2 separate regions of the Sus scrofa genome follow, and region 1 is linked to region 2. The links are chromatin contacts, called in public HiChIP or PLAC-seq maps. All regions are on one chromosome and are shown on one strand. The core of a region is the stretch at or near the end of the contact, and the rest is flanking DNA. Distances in the headings are between cores, read along the strand shown. Region 1 holds the start of TMEM242 (transmembrane protein 242). Region 2 holds the start of ZDHHC14 (probable palmitoyltransferase ZDHHC14).

The links. HiChIP or PLAC-seq counts read pairs in DNA pulled down with a chosen protein or histone mark.
Region 1: an H3K27ac HiChIP or PLAC-seq map of skeletal muscle shows a contact between it and region 2. The contact joins the promoter of TMEM242 here to the promoter of ZDHHC14 in region 2. A contact is called at or near these places in 1 of 5 promoter capture datasets (liver), 5 of 47 Hi-C or Micro-C datasets (heart right ventricle, liver and skeletal muscle) and 2 of 2 datasets of contacts at active chromatin or transcription factors (alveolar macrophages and skeletal muscle).

Annotation. Positions count from the first base shown.
Region 1 is chr1:9,664,878-9,670,726 of Sscrofa11.1, reverse strand. TMEM242 (transmembrane protein 242) reads right to left here and starts at 2,823. Exons shown (of 4, transcript NM_001185165.1): 1 at 2,711-2,823; 2 at 2,125-2,225. The coding sequence starts at 2,798. It overlaps LOC110259913 (a long non-coding RNA gene), which reads right to left and starts at 4,230. Exons shown (of 3, transcript XR_002342395.1): 1 at 4,040-4,230; 2 at 3,879-3,934; 3 at 3,104-3,249. LOC110259916 (a long non-coding RNA gene) reads left to right here and starts at 4,561. Exons shown (of 2, transcript XR_002342397.1): 1 at 4,561-4,856; 2 at 5,093-5,371.
Region 2 is chr1:9,618,019-9,623,751 of Sscrofa11.1, reverse strand. ZDHHC14 (probable palmitoyltransferase ZDHHC14) reads left to right here and starts at 4,033. Exons shown (of 9, transcript XM_021086485.1): 1 at 4,033-4,357. The coding sequence starts at 4,113.

The sequences.
Region 1 (5,849 bases), core at 1,574-4,073, 48 kb before region 2:
TCACTCAGTGGGTTAAGGATCTGGCATTAATGCAAGCCCTGGTATACGTCACAGATGCGGCTTGGATTTTATATGCTGATACACACTAGAAAGTGTTTTTAGGAGTTCCCGTCGTGGCACAGTGGTTAACGAATCCAACTAGGAACCATGAGGTTGCGGGTTCGGTCCCTGCCCTTGCTCAGTGGGTTAAGGATCCGGCATTGTCATGAGCTGTGGTGTAGGTTGCAGACGTGGCTCGGATCCCGCGTTGCTGTGGCTCTGGCGTAGGCCAGTGGCTACAGCTTCAATTAGACCCCTAAGCCTGGGAACCTCCATATGCCTCGGGAGCGGCCCAAGAAATAGCAAAAAGACAAAATAAATAAATAATAAAAAAATAAAATAAATTAAAAAAAAGAAAGTGTTTTTAAAAAGGCTGTACTAAGTTACAATGCTGTTTTATGAGGACCGCTTCGAGTTAGCCAATATTAAATGGTATTAGTACAAAAACTCAAAAAGGAAACCTTTAAAAATTACATACAAATTACTTACATTTATATTGTTACAGAGAATGAGTACTTGTCTAAGTTATGAGCCTTTTGAATTGCATATTCATGTTATTTGGCCTTTTACAGTTTTCTGGGAGTTCCTGTTGGGGCTCAGCAGGTTACAAACCCAACTAGTGTCCATGAGGATGCAAGATCAATCCCTGGCCCTGCCCGGTGGGTTATGATCTGGCATTGTTGTGAGCTGCGGTGTAGGTCACAGATGTGGCTCCAATCTGGATCTTGCTGTGGCTGTGGCATAGACTGGCAGCTGCAACTCCAATTCTACCTCTCCCTCTAGCCTGGGAACTCCCATATGCCACAGATGCAGCCCTTAAAAAAAAAAAAAAGCAAAAAATTAAAAATTAAAAAAAATAAAGTTTTCTGATTTGTACATTAATCATATATTAATATTCTTTGAAGCTGTATATCTGTCATATGGGCTATCGTATTTCCCTAGTTTGGCTTCCTTTTATCCTCTTATTTTGCTTTTTGTTTGTTTTTGGTCAAAGATGCATTTTAATGCTTTTAAGCTTGCTAAAACTTCCCTCACCCAAAAGTCACAGTCAATTTCTCTTTTCTTCTAGCTGCATTTTGTTTTCACCCTTAACTTTTGAGTTCATCTGGTACTTTTGTTTTGTTTTTGCTCTTTAGGGTCACACCTGCAGCATATGGAAGTTCCCAGGCTAGGGGTTGAATTGTAGCTGCAAATGCCGGCCTAAATCACAGCCACAGCAATGCCACATCCTTTGAACCCGCATCCTCGTGGATACTAATCAGGTTCCTAACCCACTGAGCTACAACGGGAATTCCCTGGTACTTAGTTTTAATGGGAGCTGGTAACTAACTAGAGTTTACTTCCCTGATAGCTTAGCAACTGCCCTGGCACCACTCTATGGATTAATCCTTCTCCCAACTTATTTGAGAAACTTACATATAGAGAGGTTTGTTTCTAAGCTACTTTCATACTACAAATTTATTTATGTTGGAATCCCACAGGATTATAGAATCATAAAGTCTTCTGACAAACTTAATACTTTGTTCTCCATAGTCCCTACACCTGTGAATAGCAGATTAATCCTTGCTAAGAACAGGCAGAAGAGGAGAGGCACCTATGTCTTTAAGCATAAGAGGTATTAGAAAATAGTTTCACTGTATTATAGTCATTCAACCAAAACTTATTGAGCACCTACTTACTATGTGCCAGGCAATATTCTATGGAGCAAGGTCACTGGGTTCAAGGAGCCGACCTATGTTCTTCATGGATACTAACATGCACTTTATTTCAACATTCTAACATGTCTGAGACAGAAGTACCTCTTGCAGCGCTGTCTCAAAAATTTAACTGGCTTTTTTTTTTTAAGTGGTGCTAAAAGTTTAAAAAGCACATAATTTAGTACTTCTTTTGAAATCAAAATAAAGACAGTTGACTAATTTGCACACGTCTTGAATCTATGAGGTGCATATTGGCTTACTTCTTAAAGTAATATGAAAGGCCATCAACACTTTCTTTACTTTTGCTATGTCTTTACTTTTGCTATGCAAAACAGCTGACATTGACCTATAAATAATAATGCTATGAACGGATTTTGGTGTCACAAACCTTATTGAACCATTCAGGACTTTTCTTTTTAGCCAACGATAATGTTGTAACAAATCCAGCTAGCATTCCCGCTGCAGCAACAGTACCAAGGAAAATTCCACCTGCCAGAGGGGTAGGGCAGGAAAAGAAAAAACTCTGAAGTTAAAATGATGTGCACAAGTTCAGTGTCAGACACTATTTAAAACCACTTTTGAAATTTAGAGAACCGATAGCTAAGTAGCTCTTGTCAAAGATAAGTGACAACGGCTGTGTAACCCCATGACCTCTGGTTTCTGAGGCCATTCCAAGATATCTGTTCAAGAGCAAAGAATAGGCACAGAGTCCCCTCTCCTCTTTCCGGGGACAGCTCCGTGAAATTGCTCCCAGGGAGGAAAAACCGATAGTGGGAGTTAGAAAAGGAAGGGCAAGAGAGAAACTGCAGAGGGAATGGGGTAAATGCAGCACACACGAGAGCTCTCCCGGGACCAGACCCCAACGCATCGCTAAACTCTGGGGGGCACCCAAGCGAAGTGTGCGTGGGAATGCCCGCACCAGTGCAAGCTACGGCCCCGAGTGAGTTCACCCCAACACCTGCACCTCACCACACCTTTAACCAGGAAAAGCCGGTCGTCAGTGGGTGCCGGAGCCTCCAATCGAGAGGACGACTCCGCAGTCCCAGCGCCCTGTGACTCCATGTTTACAAGCCCCCACCACTGCGTCCGGCCCCAACTGGACCCGGGTGGAAGCGAGAGGGAGGCAGAGGAGAAAGGTTCCGCTGCCGCCCTTCTCTGTGCAACCTGAATACCGATCCGGAGAGCGACCTCTACCTCCAAACCTTCTCTCCTCCCCTGCGCACTGGAGAAGGTGCGGTGGCTTTGCGCTCCGGGGGCGGCGCCCTCCGAGGCCATCAACCAAGGACGGTTCTTTGCTTGCTCCAGGGTGATGATTGCTGCACTTTAGTGCCGTTTTCTTGAAACGTTGCGCAGCTCTGACTCTAGGAGGCAGTGAGGGGTCGCAGATGGCAGGAGCCCAGTCCCAGCCAGGTTAGAGACTCCACAGCTTAGTTTCCAGATCCAGGGATTTGGCCAGCGTTAACATTTCACAATTCTAAAACGTAGGCCTGTCTGTCCTGTTTGCTTGGCTGGGCTGTTTGGTATCAGTTGTCAGTTTAGGTGTAAGCGACAGGTTTTATCCCAGGAAAACTGCCAGCCTATCAGCTCTGTGTTGATGGGATTCCTACCCCACGGCCTTACTGATTAGCCTACCCAGGGGACTGAATGGCTAGCGTGCTGAACTGGAAGAGAATGGCACAACCCCAGCCAGGAGAGCAGAGGTTCACCCTAAGAAGTTGCTAACACGGAACCTGAAGGCTGCCCCAGCATCTCTCAACACTGGAGATGGGCAGACGCCCACCTTCAGACCGGGAGGCTGCATTGCAAACGGTGGTGGATTCTGTAAATGGCCATTGAGAGGAGGAGGCTGGTAGTATCTTGTGTAAAGATATCTATCTTTTAAAATGAGGCAATCTGGGCGATTCTTGTTCATTCTGAACGACAACAACAAAAGCCATGAACTTCTTGAGCACGGGGATGGAGATCTTTATTCACATACCCCCGCTCTCGGGTATTACCTCAGGTCATCCCTAATAAATTAATTTTGGGTGAATGAGTCAATGAACGCATCAGTTAAAACGCAGTTAATAGCCCAAACCTGGGCTCAGGTCCTAAACCATTGATCAGCTATGTGAATGTGATAGTTTTATTAGGCTTACTTACCTCAGTTTCCTCATCTGCAAAATAAAGACACGGGTAGTAGCTTCTTCGTGGTGCTGCTGTTGAGAATTAAATGAAATTGAAACTGACAGCACTAACGGCCTGAACCCAGTCAAAACCCAGATTGGGACTTGAACCCACAGTTTTAAATTCAAGTTACTCACCCTGTGTCTGGACTCACCAAGGCTCAAGTTCTTTATGCCTCTGTGCAAAAGGAATGCAGCCAGAAACAAAGTGATAGGCAAGGAACAGGTTAGGATGGGACATTTCTGAGAAAAGCTGGCCGGCAGGAGAGGAAGCTTTGCCCCAGGATGATCCGGTGGGCCACGGTTTTATCATCCAAGGGGCGTGGGGATTGGAAAGGCCCGCCTCTTCCTTTCCAGGAGTAGTAGCTCCTCCTTAGTATCCGGTAAGGTGTGTATTCAAATCAGCTGAAGGGCGGATTTTCAAACTCTTGCCCTTGGTCTGAATCTGAAAGCAGGCCTCATCCCATTCCCCACCCAATGACATGAGGCAATTCTCGCACCTCCACTGGTGAAGCAAGGCTGCCTCATTCTGATGGCCTTCCTGAACTTTCAGTCTCCCAACATCCCCCAGTCTCCCTCTTAATCCATGATCCCCTATTGGGACTTCTACAACCACCTGTACCTACTCTATCCCTATCAAAATCAGGTAAGAATTTAATTAAATTAGGTAAAGGTGTTAGCCTAGTGCCTGGCACAAACACTCAGGACAACTTAGCTCTAGCTATTGCCCCCTTAGATTCCAGTATCCGTTTTGCAAAATTGCTTTCAGAGATTTTTTAAAATTATAGATACCCAGGGCCTACCACTAGAGATGACAACTTCAAAGGGCCAGGCAGCACAGTTAAAGAGCTACACAGGGCTTCTGCTGATCAGCCAGGTTGAGCACTACTGCTCTGTTCAAATTTCTGTGTGGGAGAAATCACATAGCATTCATTTAACTTCGGATCCTTTGAAGGTAACTGAGCAGGACCCTGGGAGGCCTTCCCAGAGTGGCCCCCACTCACGTCCTCCACCTGCCTTTTTCTCTATAGAAAAACTTCAAAGAATCAGTTTAATCAGAGAAGTGAGAAGAGTGAAGCAATTCAGAATAAGGATAGTTCAGCTGGTCAACAAAGTCAAGGACCTTTAGTTAGCTCTTCTTCAAAGCCTCTAGATAATATTCTGAGCCATGTCCTTGGAGCTGTTTTGCAGGTGCTGAAGCCCCCACCGGCTGGAAGAAGTCACCTGGATGCTGTCCACAGCACGGAGACCCCAGACGGGTTGGAACCAGAAGGTTGATGACGCTGACTCCCAGTGACCTCACCACAAACCAACCAATCAGGAAAATGCCCATGAGCTGATCACGCCCTGCTCCTCAAACACTCTAAGACTCCTCACTACCTGTACCTCAGAGGGGAGGCCCAGTCCTGGAGGCTCTAGCCTGCTGGGTTCCCCTCTTTGTCTGGCAATTAAAGCTACTTTTTCCCTTTCCTCCAACTCTTCCTCCACTTTTATATTTGTCCTGGGGCAGCTGAGATTCGGCAGCTGAGATTCGGCAACAGAAGCACAATGTCAGAATGTGAAAGAGCCCTTTTAATTGGCAAATGCTGTGCTAATGTGTTGAAAGTCCTGAGACTTATCCTTCCCCCATTACATAAAGGTGGCCTTAGCAGCTAACATTTATTGAGTGCTTTCTGTGTCTAGCATTGCCCTAAGGGCTTCAAACAGATTATCTAATTTAATCTTCTCCATCTCGGACCGGGGAAAAAAATATTGCCTGCCATTTCAGTAAATAAAGAATGTTGTCTGCCATTCTGGTCAACAATGAATGTTACCTCCCATTAAGCCATCAGCCACTGCAGTCACCCCAACGCTGCCCCCTGAGGGGAATTCAGGATGGAAAGAAACAGCATACTGGCCCTAGAGAGCTAAATTGCATATCAAAGGAATAATTTCAATGAGCCCAGAC
Region 2 (5,733 bases), core at 2,784-5,283:
CAGATGAAAGGAACAAAGCTCTAATTTTAGTAATAACATAACCTCTGTGCTCAGTAGACCCACGGAGGCAGACGAGACCAGGGAAAGACCCGCTGACATCAAGGGTACCAGCAACAAGCAAGGCAGGGCCAGCTCGGGGCGCGTGGGGCTCACGGCTCACAGGGCAGTGATGGTGGGGTGGCTTGAGGAGGGCGGCCCAGCGTAAAGATGAAGAGTTAATGCTTCCAGAAGGAGTCTAATAACAGACAGGCTGGAGGACAATTCAGCTTCCTTGCCCCTCAGGTGGGGAGACGTGAGGCAGGTTGTGGCCCCCGCCCCCCACCCCAGAGGTGCCAGGAGCCCAGGCAGCAGCGGCTGCAACACGGGAGCTTAATAGGCTCCACGCTCTCTAGCTCACTTCCTCACTACCTCAGCAGCATTTTCTGGAATCCCCTCCCAAGTAAACTACTTGCTCTAGAGTCCCTGTCAATTCCCCTCTAACTAGAAACATCGGTCTCGGCCTCAGAGATGGATCTCCCCTGCCTCTGGACGCAAGATGCTTCTCCCTACTCAGCTGGCATTTTGTCAGACCCGGGATCCTCTTCCTCCGGGGAGTGGACTCAGACATGCCTACCTGATGGCCAGTCCTGACTCCCTTACTAGTCTTCTGTGACACCCTGAACAAATCCCCTAAGCTCTCTGATCTTCAGTTTCCTCTTCTGCGAAAGAAAGATAATAATCCTTGCCTCATCGGGTTGTCCTCTGGGTTTAATAAGCTAAATGGAGAAAGAACCAGGGTATTGCCTAATACAAGAAGATACTTTAGAGATGGTGGTGATTTTCATTATAGTTTTCTTCCGCTACTTACTTTCTCATGTGTCTCCATCTTGTTTCTGAATATGGCTGTTCTGTCATAGTCAACTTCGTAATCACACTGCCTCGAACACGACAGGCACTAAATAATTATTAGTTATCAGTTCTCCAAAGCCAGTGGCCTGAGTGAGCATGGAAGCCGATTCTTTTCCAGCTGAGCCTCCAGATGAGACTGTGGCCTAGTCAACACCCTGATGGCAGATATGAGACCCTAAGCAGACAACCGTAAGTGCCTGGACACCTGGCTCACAGAAAGTTGGAAATAATAAATCTGTGTTGGTTTAAGTTTCGAGGTTGTGGTAGTCTGCTGCTATAGATAATGAATACAGACATATCTAACACCCAACATTAACAAATTTCAACAGTTTGCCCATATGGTTTCATCTAGATCTCATGTTTTTTGTGGGGCGGTTGGGGCGGACTATTTCAAAGCACAGACAAATACTTTAGAATGTATCTTTAACACAAAAAGACTATTAAAAAGCATAAACAGGATGCCAGGAAAATTAGGTCTTAATTGAGAATAAGAATGGGAGTCTTTTTCAAAAGCCACCAAGTCAATGGATTTAGTATATTAACTGGACACCCAGAGAAAAAGTGCTTACAATAAACCGAGTAACATCCTGCTTATCCCATGAGCTAGAGGGTAGGAAAGCATGAGAGAATTTTCATTGGAAATGCTTCAGGCTTGCCAGTTGTTTTTTTAGAAATAGTACAGCCACAGAGTACTTAACTGTCCCTAAAATATGCTGTCAGTCACACAATAGAACCCAATTCTGACCAAGATCCTACCCATACCCCTAACCTGCTTTGAAAGAGACCTTTGTGAATGCCATTTTTATTCCATATAATTGCATGTCGTACTCTTAACTGCCATCCCCTCCGCCTTTTCCTTACGACAGGAGGCTCTTCCCAACTGGCTCCAGTTCCTTTTCTCTTTAGGGTAAACCAATCCCATCTCCCTTTGACAAGGCTCACCGAGGCAGCGCTCAGTAAGGGCAATTCTCAGGGCTCTGGGCTCAATCCCGTCTCTACCGTCCGGGCGCTTTGTGATCTCTGGCAAGTAGTCGAGCGTTCTCTAAGCTGGATACAACAGTGCCTCGCCGGGACGTCGTGAAGAATAGATAAAGAACGTGGGTTATGCGTGAGGTGCCCAGCTTAAAAAAGGTGCAGCCGCCCGCCACCATTCTCTTTGTTAGTTTCCATCTCCAACCAAAGAGCATCAGAACGCTCTGCACCGCGCCTCTCCCGCCCTCGTCGCGGAGGATGCAGGGATTTGTAGTTTTTTGGTCTCCAAGTCGTGCTTCCTCTCCGAGCCGGACGGCAAGAAGAAGAACTACATATCCCAAAGGGCGGTGAAAGGAAAGTGGGGCTCGGAAAATCGAGCGTCCCCGCCTGGAAGGCTTCACTTTCCGCGGCCCACCTTCTGTACCCACAGCCGGAGGGCTCAGATCCAGTGGCAAAGCCCAGGTCCGGCGCACGGGCGGATCCGAGGGGACCGACAGTCGGGCAGGGCAGGGAGGCGCGGGCGGGAGGCTGAGCGGACGGCTCCTCTGCCGCCGCGGGAGCTCGCGAGGAGAAAGGAGAGAAATAAAGCGAGCAAATTGTGAGCGCCAGTGTCGGAGAAGTGAGAAAGAAAGGACCGGGGAGGCAGCAACTCACGCAGAGCCTGGCTACAGGGCTTGTCCTTCGGGAGGGAGGCAGGGCTGGAGGGGACCCAGACCGCTCCCCTGTCCGCTCCTTCCCACGGGAAACCTGGAAACCCGGCCAGGAAGCCGGCTGGGCCTGAAGACCCCCGCCTGTCACCTTCATTTCAGAGTCAGGCCCGCCTCGTGCAGCCCCTCCCCATCCTTCCGTCGCCCCCCCGCCCCCATCCCCGGGCGGCAGCAGAGCTCCCCGCAGCTCTGCCACGCGCCCCGCTGCGGGAGGGAGAGGAAGAGTCGGGGCGGGCCGAGGAGGGTCACCTCTCCGCGCCGGTTACTCAGCTCCCCAAGAGTCGCAAGAATGGGTTTGCGTGTTGCTGTGTGAATGTGTGCCCCGAGGTGGCAGCGGCAGCGGCAGCCGGGAATAAACCCGGAGGAGAAGCCGGGAAGCGAACAGAAGTCTGCGGGAGAGCGCGCGGCGGGGCAGCCGTTCCCTGGCCGGAGCAGCCCTCGGGCGATGCCGGAGGGAGCCCAGCGCACGCCCTGGGGCTGCGCCTGGCCTCCCGGTGGGGACAGGGGCGGGGGCCGGGCCGAGCCCGTGCGGGCTTCGCGGACGAGAAGGAGGAGCCGGAGGAGGAGCCCGGCAGGCCAGGCGCGGGCCGCCGCCCACCCGGCCGGGAGGAGGCGGACCCGTTCAGAGCGCGGCGCGCGCGCCGGCTTCAGCCTTGCAAACAAGTGTCTGTGGCGCTCGCCCCGCGGCCCAGAGACGCGCTCCGCCGCCCCCGGCGGCCCTCCTGGCGCCCGGCCTGGCTCCTATGGGGCAGGAGAGAACGAGGGAGCCACTGGCCGCGCAGCCCGCGAGCCGCCGCCGCGACCCTCGGCCCGGGCGGCCCCCGCAGCCCCGCGCGGGGGCCGCGGACTCGGCTCGGCTGCCAGGCGCGCCGGCGCGGGGTCGCCGCGCGAGCAGCGCCCAGGCTGTCGCCGAGCCCGCTCCTGACAGAATAACGTGCTCGGTTTCCCCACCCCTGGGAGGGGTTGCCGGGGCCGCCAGCTGCCTCCCAGTTTCCATCGCTCTCTCCTGGGGAGGATCCGCCGCCGGGAGGAAGGATTAGAATAAACCTGGTCGAGGCGCAGAAGTGGCTCCCCAGGAAGCCGGCGCCCGGGCCGCCGCCTCGTGTCCCCTCGGGGCGCAGCGCTCGGGGGTCGGCGGGCCGGAGCCGAGGCGCGGCCGGCGGGCCGGGGGCGGCGGGGCCGAGCAAGCCGCTGCGCGAGGGGGCGGCGGGCGCGCGGCGAGCCGGGGGGCGGCCGGGCAGCCCCCCGCGCCCCGCGGGGCCCCGGAGCCCCGACACGCGGGCTGGAAGCGACTGAGGACCGCCGCCGCGGGCTGCGGGCGAGCACCGTCCCTCTAGGCAGGGGATCCGGCTATGACAGCTGGGCTCCCCAAAGGGTTAACCTGGGTGTCCTCGGCAAAGTTGTCGCCGAGCCGGGAGCCCGCGTAGGGGCCGCGGCGCCGAGGCTCGGGGGCGGTCGGGCGGCCGGCGGCGGTCGTGGCTCGGCGGGGCCCGCGCGGCCGGGGGGCTGCTGGGGGTGTGCGCCCCCAGCCGGCTGCCCTCGTGGATGCCTCCCGGCGGCGGCGGGCCCATGAAAGACTGCGAGTACAGTCAGATCAGCACCCACAGCTCCTCCCCCATGGAGTCGCCCCACAAGAAGAAGAAAATCGCGGCCCGGAGGAAATGGGAGGTTTTCCCGGGAAGAAACAAGTTCTTCTGCAACGGGAGGATCATGATGGCCCGGCAGACGGGCGTCTTCTACCTGACTCTCATCCTCATCCTGGTCACCAGCGGACTCTTCTTCGCCTTCGAGTAAGTGGCGGCGAACGCTCCCCGACGCCCGCACCCCTCGCCTCCCCGACCCCTGCCCCTCTCCCGGCCACTTTCGTTTTCTAGGAGCCTTATCGATGGTATATTGTTATATAATACAGACCGCTCTCCCTCTTCTGCAAAGGTCTCTTTGCTGTTTGGTCCCCAGAGAGAATGCAGTTCTGGGTCGGGCTCTGGGAATGGAGGAGAGGGGACGCTTGGAAGGCGCGCTGGCCTTGTGGCTCCCCGAGGTTGAGTGGCATCTCGCAGGTGACTGATTCTCGGCGCTGGCTCTGAGTTTGGCGACTACTAGCGCGGCAGCCCAGGTGTAGCCTTCGGTGGGAAGCCGGCACGAGGCAGATTCCTAAGTCAGGGATGAGAGACTCGACTTCCTTTCCTGCTCACAAGCTGTAGGGCAGCTCGCTAGTCTCCGTTCCCTAAATCCTGTGCGTACCTTCGCTGAATAATGAGACATCTTGGATATTTTAGGTCTCAAAGTGTAGGCCACCTGCGGTGGCCTAGAAGGATAATTTCATTTTTCCTCTCTTAAGATGTTCACTCTTGGTCAACAATTTCTGATTTACCATGAGGTTTCTAGACTCTTCACTTTTTAAAAAGTTTCAATAAAAAGAAAAAAATGTTCCAAACAAACACTTTCCCCTCCCCTCCCTATATTTGGGAGCAGGTGAAAGGAGATCGTAGGCCTGTTCAGGAAAAGTATGACACGGCATGTTAACTTCCGATTCTAGAAACAATACTTTGGGATTTTAGGGCTTTTATCCAGAAAAAGGTGCATGCAAGTCTTCACCGTTTTCAGGAAAATCAAATTGGCCAGTAGCAACTATCCCCCTGCCAACTAATGAAAGATCTTCTTATGTATTAATAGTATTAAATAAAGTAGTTTAACACATTCCAGAATCAATTTCAGTTGCTCTTATTGGGTCCAACATTTAGAATGCAGTTTCTTATGTAATTCTTGGTATCTTATGCTCAATGAAAATTGTAGCTACCCCCTCCCCCCCCCAAATTTTAAAATAAGCAATACATTTATTGGGAGTTCTTTGCTTTTTCCATGTCTTGGTTGTTATGGGGCATGATCCTCTTTCTGCTCTGGTTGTATGGGGTTACTTAAAATCCTTTGTGTATATTTACTTTTGTCTCTGATAAGTATTAATAAGCTCTGATTTTGTGTCTGGTGTTTGATATAACAAATGCTGTCTCAGAAACAATCTCTTGACAATGTAATGCTTTTCACTTAAAGCCTTCAGAGTCTGAGGGGAAACATTTTGTATCTGAACATTTGCTGTGAGAACAATTTTAACAGGATCGAGTTAGAGAACAGGTGAGGGGGGAAATCTAGGAGTCAGTCTCCTCACCTC